2 separate regions of the Danio rerio genome follow, and region 2 is linked to region 1. The links are chromatin contacts, called in public HiCAR-type maps. All regions are on one chromosome and are shown on one strand. Each heading gives the region's core, a stretch centred on a gene start, on an enhancer-like site or on the middle of the called end of the contact. The rest is flanking DNA. Distances are from core to core; before and after follow the strand shown. Region 1 holds the start of pargl (poly (ADP-ribose) glycohydrolase, like). Region 2 holds the start of dusp26 (dual specificity phosphatase 26).

Region 1 (4,093 bases), core at 1,225-3,724:
TAGAGGTCCTGTTACACTCCTGAACTTTCTGAGAATCTGTCAATCAACATTTATTACACATTACACAGGCGGCACGGTGGCACAGTGGGTAGCATGATCACATCACAGCAAGAAGGTCACTGGTTCAAGTCCCGGCTGGGTCAGTTGGTGTTTCTGTGTGGAGTTTGCATGTTCTCCCCGTGTTGGTGTGGGTTTCCTCCGGGTGCTCCGGTTTCCCCCACAGTCCAAACACATGCGCTATAGGGGAACTGATCAACTAAACTGGCCGCAGTGTATGTGTGTGTGTGTGTGTGTGTGAATGAGTGTGTATGGGTGTTTCCTATTACTGGGTTGCAACTGGAAGGGCATCCGCTGTGTAAAGCATATGCTGGAATATTCAGTGGTTCTTTCTGCAGTGGTGACCCCTGATTAATAAAGGGACTAAACTGAAAGTAAATGAATGAATGAACACATGACACACAAGTATTCAACACTGATAATAATAATCATAAATATTTATTGATCATCAAATGATCATATTAAACTGATTTCTGAAGAATCATGAACACTGAGTAAAATGTAGGTAAAATATGGATTCAATAGTTCATGGGTAAACAATGGATAAACCCAACCATGGGGTTAAAAAGTGAAGAGCTAATTTAAACTGAATTGAAAATATCTGACCCAGCATCGGGCATCTCCATATCTGACCCAACACTGATTATCAGAAATTCTATTCTTTTACCATTTTAAATATTCAATAATTTATTCATTCATTAATTTACCTTCAGCTTAGTCCCTTTATTTATCAGAGGTCGCCACAGCGGAATGAACCGCCAACTACTGCAGCATATGTTTTGCTGTGAGGCCACAGTGCTAACCACTGAGCCAATGTGTCGAATGTGTATTCATTCATTTTCAGCTTAGTCCTTTTATTAATTTGAGGTTGCCACAGTGGAATGAATCACCAATATATGCAGCATATATGTTTTATACAGCAGATGCCCTTCCAGCCGTAAATTATTACTGTGAAACATCTATACACACTCATTTACACACACACACACACACACACACACACACACACACACACACACACACACTCCGGACAATTTAGTTGATCAGTTCCCCTATAGCGCATGTGTTTGGACTGTGGGGGAAACCGGAGCACCCGAAAACCCACACCAACACGGGGAGAACATGCAAACTCCACACAGAAACACCAACTGACCCAGCTGAGACTCAAACCAGAGACCTTCTTGCTTTGAGGTGAATGAGCCATCATCTTAAAGGCACAGTTCACTTAAAAATGACATATTCCTCACTATTTATTGACTATTGAAAACCGGTAACCATTGACTTCAGTAGTAACAACACATTATGACAACGTTTGTTGTTCCTATAAATATCTATTTTGTGTTAAACAGACAAAAAGAAAGTCAGACAGGTTTGTAACAAACTGGAGGAAGAGTAAATGACGACATATTTGATTTATTTATTGATTTATTTATTTATTCATGTACTGTCCCTTTAAGTGAACTGAACGTCAATGCGGACACCAAATACCTCATTAGTTACGCTTTTTTTTCTTTTTAAAGTTGATGATTAAACTGTGGAGTTTGGCGCCCTCTTGTGCTTAATAAAGACAACTGTCACAAAAAGTGTGCTCCTCTGTCAGATCTGTGAGTGAATGATTATTATGAATATTAATAAGTAAGCGCTGACGTTGCTAGGAAACCCGTCTGGATCACTTTGCTAAGGGGTTTATGTTGGCTGTTGCTAAAAGGGATACAGCTACGGCCTGAAGTTAATAATTTATATTATTTATTCAATTAACAGTAAACTGTATTTTATTCACGTCTATTCCAACCCCGACTGTAAACCCAACCCTCAGAGTAATGTAAATCAGTAATTATTGATGTACAGAGACACAAAAAATATGCTAGAAAGGTGATATCTTCCCCAGAGATGGGTTGCAGCTGGAAGGGCATCAGCTGCGTAAAAACATGCTGGATAAGTTGTCGGTTCATTCCGCTGTGGCGACCCCGATAATTAAAGGGACTAAAGCTGTATCCCTTCTAGACTTTGCAAAGCTGATCTGGGGGTCTGTGGAAATATTGTAGGAAAAAACATAAACTAAATAGTTGATAAATAAATCATTTAATTACTTTTACTAAAAATGTAAGTTAAGTAGTGTATGTGTGTGTGAATGACAGTGTATGGGTGTTTCCCAGTAATGGGTTGCAGCTGGAAGGGCATCCACTGCATAAAAAAAATGCTGGATAATTTGGCGGTTCATTCCACTGTGGCGATCCGGATTAATAAAGAGACTAAGCTGAAGAGGAAATGAATGAATGAATGAACTCTGGTTAACTATCGGCCGCAGCTGTATCCCTTCTAGTAACAGCCCCACCTGGTGGCTGAAAAGGGAAATAAAATTGCGTCACGTGACGAAAGGCTGGAGATAAATAAAAAAAGGCTGATCAGTGAATCTGTTAGAGCAGGAAAACACAATGGCGGAGTGTGTGTTCAGCAAGAGCTGCTGATCTGGACTCACTTTCACTTTGAGCTTCAGAGAAACGACACACACACATACACACACCGATATCAGCAGCGCGGACAGACACACACCCATACACACCCACCCACACCTACACACACACACACACACACACACTGGACAGGTGAGTTCATCTGTTACCTGTAGAGTGTACAGCGAGTTTACAGTGGAGCTGGAGTGAGTTGCTGTTTGACTGAACTCAGTTTCAGCAAAACCGAAAGTGAAAGCGACACCAGGACACACAGCATCAGCGCACTACAGTGAGTATATAAAGTATTCATTTACAACACAGACCAGACGATATGTACTATTTCAACACGTTTCCCTGTCGTGCTGTTAATCATGATGTGTTTATAGAGCTTTCTCTAATTTACCTCCTGCTGTTATTCACTTTATAAACGCGTCATGCCTTTCCGTGCTCGTGATTTTCTGTTGTTGTCGGTTACGCTGTTTACGTTAATAAATAAGGAGTACACGCAGAAAGGCGATATTCACGCAAAACTGAGATCCCCTAAGATTTCTGGGATAGGCCTACGTGTAAGAAAATACCATAGTAAGTTATAGTAAATGTATAGCGTCTTGAAACATGGTACAGTAAAGTGTATTGACTGATTTGTTTGGGTTACGCTTCTTGCGTTAATGTAAATAAAACACGGAAAGATCACTTTATAGTATTTTTTTAATCATACTAAAGTGTGTGTTATACTGTACATATAATATTTACAACTCGTTGAGCTTACTGTAGTATTAGTGAACTCATAAACTGTACCCAGATAGCAGGCAGTAATCGGCCCGAGCTCGGCTGCCCTCCGGCCCCTCCGGCTCCGACTCGGCATCGGCGAGTGTTATCCGGGCCGAGTGCGGCCCGCACCTCGCTCGCGCACATGCGGCTGTGATGCGGCTGTAAAGCACTGGCCCGATTCCGGTCAACCATATCCGGTCCGAGTCTGTCTGTAGAGTCCTGGCCGCTTCTGGCAAGGACTCGGCTGAAGGCAACCGATTAAGTTCTTATTTTATCTAGTAATCTGTTAGCTCCACGTTTAATGATAATTTGAGAAAATATTCATGGTACGATAGCAAAAAAAAAAAAAGAATATTTAGTGTGGATGGTCTCAATGTTTAGACGCAAACAAAACAATATTATTTATAAATAGATTATACATGTCATCCAGAGAAAAACTATGTAAAATTCGCTTATTTTTGAGATAGCACGCTCCTGTGCTGACTGTTTTTTTTTTAAAGCAGAAGTTGGTTTCATAATAAACACATGCGTTACTAAACTCATGATCCAAACTCCAATCCAGACGGTGGCGGTAATGCTCCAACAAGCTGGTTGTCAACCACCATGGCACGAAGATCACAAGAAGAAAAAGTTTGATTTTTCAAAGATTCCATGTGGATTCCGGTCAGAAAGGTAAGCTTTTTACTGCTTGTGTACTGTATAATTAGCGAATTTAGAGCTTAAAACATTTCCACGGTGTTTGGTTGTAACAGCGTTTAGTAATTTAAAACAGTTTGATACGAAATGTAACTTGCTTTAAGAAACACGACTGG
Region 2 (4,331 bases), core at 135-2,634, 170 kb before region 1:
GTTTTCATTTATTTTCCTTAGTTTTTCATTCATTCATGTTTCCTTCAGCTAGTCCATTTATTCATCAGAGGTTGCCACAGTGGAATGAACTGCTAACTATTCCAGTATGTTTTACACAGCGGATACCCTTCCAGCTGCAACCCAGTACTGGGAAACACCCATACACTCCATAAACGCAATGTGAATTTGTGATCCCTGAGCTTATGAGGGTTTACATATTTAAAAAGACCAGCCACAATTGAAAAATCACAGTATCTGTGCCCCAATTCTCATGCTGTCCATCCTAAATAGTATTTGAGAGTAGAAATAGCGTGTGTCCAGTAGTATGTTGAAAAGAAGAGATGATCCCAAGGCTTCCACATTCCTGGACCAGGCCGTAGCAGCTGCTGTGATGGTCATGGAGGAGAGCCTGAGACTGATTCCTGTGATGCTCCAGGGACAGCCGAGTCTTCGCTGACGTCCTGTGTTCTCCAGCCTCCGGCGCCTAGACTGCAGCTCTCCACAAGACATTTTGCCATACGATAGGAGAAATGGTCGAGCTAACTGAGCCTGGTTTCGTCCAGAGGTTTTTTCCTTCACTCTGGTCCATTGGTGAAATTTGTTCCTTGCCTCTGTCGCCACTTACTTGCAAAGTCCGGGACTTCTAGAGCTGCGCATAACTGAATTACTCTTCAGTGTTTGGACTCTCAGCAGTGAATATTAAAACATATTGAACTGAACTGAGCTAATCTAAACTGAACTGAACTGAACTTAAACTCTGAAAACTGAACTGTTTCAATGTATAATCTTATATGTGAAGCTGCTTTGACACAATCTTGTAAAAGCGCTATACAAATAAAGGTGAATTGAACTGAACTGAAAAGAGAATGCCAAGCTCCCTGGAGGCTCTACTATTATCTGTAGAACATATTGGACGAAATTCAGTTAAAAAGTGTAAACAAACTACAAACATGGCGGACGCGCGAGACCAACCGTCAAGGGTGAAGATGTTTGAATGACTTTTATCTAGCCAACTGGAGAATATTAAATTACATTTTCCGTGTGATTTTTCATCTGCAACAACAATGTGAACTTCTATAAAGAAGTGTTTGGTTAATATCCTCTGAATATATAATTCTGGAAACACCTGAGGAGATTTTTCTTCATGACAGACTCGCGAACGGCAGATAAACCAAATCTACAGTAGGATGACATTAACAATAATGTAATGTAGGTAAATGTAGTTTGTTCCAATGTTTGAATACTCTTTCACACACTCTAAAGTGTATACTTATTAATCCTAAAATGTAACGATACATATTTTTAGGACGTAGACGCGTAAACATTCGGGAATGATCGCGCGCGTTCTCGGGCTAACATCTGCAAGAGTGTGTGCGGGTGCACAAGAGTGTGCGCGCGTGCACCCGCAGAGGCGCGTGCACAAACAAGGATCACTCCAGTGCTTCACAACAGCAGCAGCAATAATACACTAATATCTGTCATCTGTGTAGTATTTTTACAGTAACATCAGCGCGCGGCTGTTGGCAGCTCGAAATCTCATGCATCTGGATTATTCAGCAAACATCAGATCTGCAGAAACATCGCGTGTGTGTGAGGTAAGACGCACACAAGGCTGGATCTGAATTAAACACACTACATGTTTCTCTGTAAGCGTCGTTTTATCCACATTTCTTCAGCAATATCTCATGCAGGAGGATCTTTTCCCAATCCAGATGCTGCCATTTTGTTTGTTTCTCTAACATGGCTCTGATCGCTCGTTTCAGCAGATGCCACTTTAATATAACTGTACGCGACTTTACACCATTCAAATACACATAGTATCGGCTATATTCGATTAATATAAATGATTGTTAATTTATAAATAAGTTAATTGTTTAATATATGTTATATATATCATAAATGAGTCTCAGATCTCTCGTTTACAGTAATATTTTGCTCCTGGATGCTTCATCTGTGCAGATACATTAGATAAAGACAATGCTGATGAATTAATCTAACTGAAACACTGATTACAGTCTAAAAATGACTACACACAGATTCATATGTTAGGGGAAAATATTAAATTGCATTGTAGAAAACAAGAAAATTCAAGATAAACATAAATAATGTATTCAATTTAGGTAAAATGTGTAGTTTATATTTATATATATATATTTGGAATAACTGATTTGAATTTAAATCCAAAATCTTTTTGGTTTGCTGACCAAACTCGTTTTAATCGATATATGCCTGTTTAATAAGACAGATTTGTTTAATTGCAGAACAATATTCAGCTGTGTGGTTCCAGAAGTAAAATCTCCATTCATTTTCTCCATATTGATTTTATTTTTTCTTAGTGGCTGCTAAATCTGACAGATGGGTTTTTAAAACATTATTAGCGGAATTTGTGCATTTTCAGTACCTATGATGCTGTACAGGCAATCCACCAATCAGAGTCACATGCTGCATCCCAGTTCGCCTACTAGACTGTGTCTTTAAGAAAGTGCATACTTTTGAGTGTGTAACAGAGGAGTGTGCAAGCATTGAGACAAACTACTTGCTCATTAGCATACCGTTCTGTTGCTTAGTTACGAGCTGTCAATCATCTCAATGCATCATTCACATTTCTGTCATAATTAATGTCCTATTGTATATCATCATCATCATCAGCAGCAGCAGCAGCAGCAGGTTAATCTGCCGAGTCTGTCATGCTGAGAAATCTCCTCAGTGTTTGGATAATTCTGCATTCAGAAGTGAATGTCCTTTATAGAAGCTCACATTGCTGCTGCAGATGAAATATCACACTGAAAATGTGATTTAAATATTCTCCAGTAGGCTATATATTCATTAATAATCATTCAAACAACTTTACCGAAGCCTCTCTACTTGACATTTGGTCTTGTGCATCCGCCATGTTTGTAGTTTGTTTACACTTTTTACCTGCGTTTGTAGTTCTCAAATTCAGTCAAATGTGCAGTGTATTATGGGTAATATCAGTAATTAGAGTACAGACACTTCTACACTTGACATTTCTACTCTGCAGTTTGCAGCGCACTATTTCTGTTTTCCAATACTATTTAGGATGGATAGTATGCAAATCGGGACGCAGCGACAGATTGCAGAGCTACCAAAATAGATCATAGGCTTTGTGTAATAATTGATATTGTGCTTAGCTTGAAATATATTGCTTTATTTACACAGCAAACATTTCTGAATGAATAGTTTTTCTTTGTGGTTTTTAGTTTGAACGTGTAATTTGTAGTTGATTTTCCTTTATTAAAGTTGGTCGATTGACAGGACTTCTGTAAATGAAGGCTTGTAATGTTGTGTTTGGATGTTTCAGTTCCTAAACCAATAGTTTTGACAAAATCGGTAAAAATCCTGTGGGAAAATGATTCAGGAAATACTTCTGGAGCAAACGCAGCTGAAAGAGTGGGATGATGTCATTTAATAATATTAAGACTTGACTGTTCCACTCATCGCTGTTCATGTTGTCATGTTTATAATTGAGCAATTCCATGCACTAGTCAACTTCACCATTTGTTTGAGCAAAATAGCGAAACCCTTTCTACTTTTTTTGTGTCGATTGTTTTATACTCAGAAATGTTTGTCATCGTTTTCAAAAACGTATATTTGATTTGCCAAAGTCACTCAAGTGGGAATTTCACATCTGTCCCATCCATAACGGAGCTTTTCCCTCATAAATGCAAACAAAAAGCAAATCAAATCAGCCATGTTTGTTCTTCAGTGAGCCGACTCTTCTCCTTTCGTTTCTTGTGGGTTGTGCAGTTTTATTCAAAGCATTTCTCCAAAGTGTGTTGTGGACTGTAAACTTGCAGACGTTTTTGGTCATATCCATAACACATGTTTATTTTCCTTATTTACAATGTAAAATACATTTACAGATTGGTGTTTTTCTGATCCCATAACTCTGTGTTGAGTTGTTTTAGAAATATAAACAGATGCTTCAATATCATGTTAACATCTGCTGTCTCTCTCTGTGTATTTCTGTGTGGAGTTTTTACTGCAAATGTCACATTTATAATGCTGGAATTGCTCAATTGTGCGTTTCTGTTTGGTAAAGAAGTGCCATATGCTAAAAGAAAAACAAACAAACATGTTTTACATTTAAAGGAGAATTATATATATATAAATCATATTAATTGAGCGCCGCTGTGTCCTGCCAAAGTGTTCTTCATCATGTGTTCATGTATTAGTATTATGGCTCTTTTCCACTCAGCGGTGCGGTTCCAGGGTGTCCGCAAGGTCTCAAAAAGTCTCTAAAACAATATTTTATGCCTTAAAAAGTCTTGCATTTACTGAACTATTGTGATGTAGGTCTAAAATCCTTT

The links. HiCAR-type assays count read pairs that join an accessible place to other places.
Region 2: a contact with region 1 is called in a HiCAR-type map of caudal fin, with 14 times the contacts expected there. The contact joins the promoter of dusp26 here to the promoter of pargl in region 1. A contact is called at or near these places in 1 of 18 Hi-C or Micro-C datasets (an unstated tissue) and 2 of 4 datasets of contacts at active chromatin or transcription factors (caudal fin and embryo).

Annotation. Positions count from the first base shown.
Region 1 is chr10:50,331,670-50,335,762 of GRCz12tu, reverse strand. pargl (poly (ADP-ribose) glycohydrolase, like) reads left to right here and starts at 2,474. Exons shown (of 17, transcript XM_001338221.9): 1 at 2,474-2,799.
Region 2 is chr10:50,498,756-50,503,086 of GRCz12tu, reverse strand. dusp26 (dual specificity phosphatase 26) reads left to right here and starts at 1,384. Exons shown (of 4, transcript XM_694337.8): 1 at 1,384-1,595.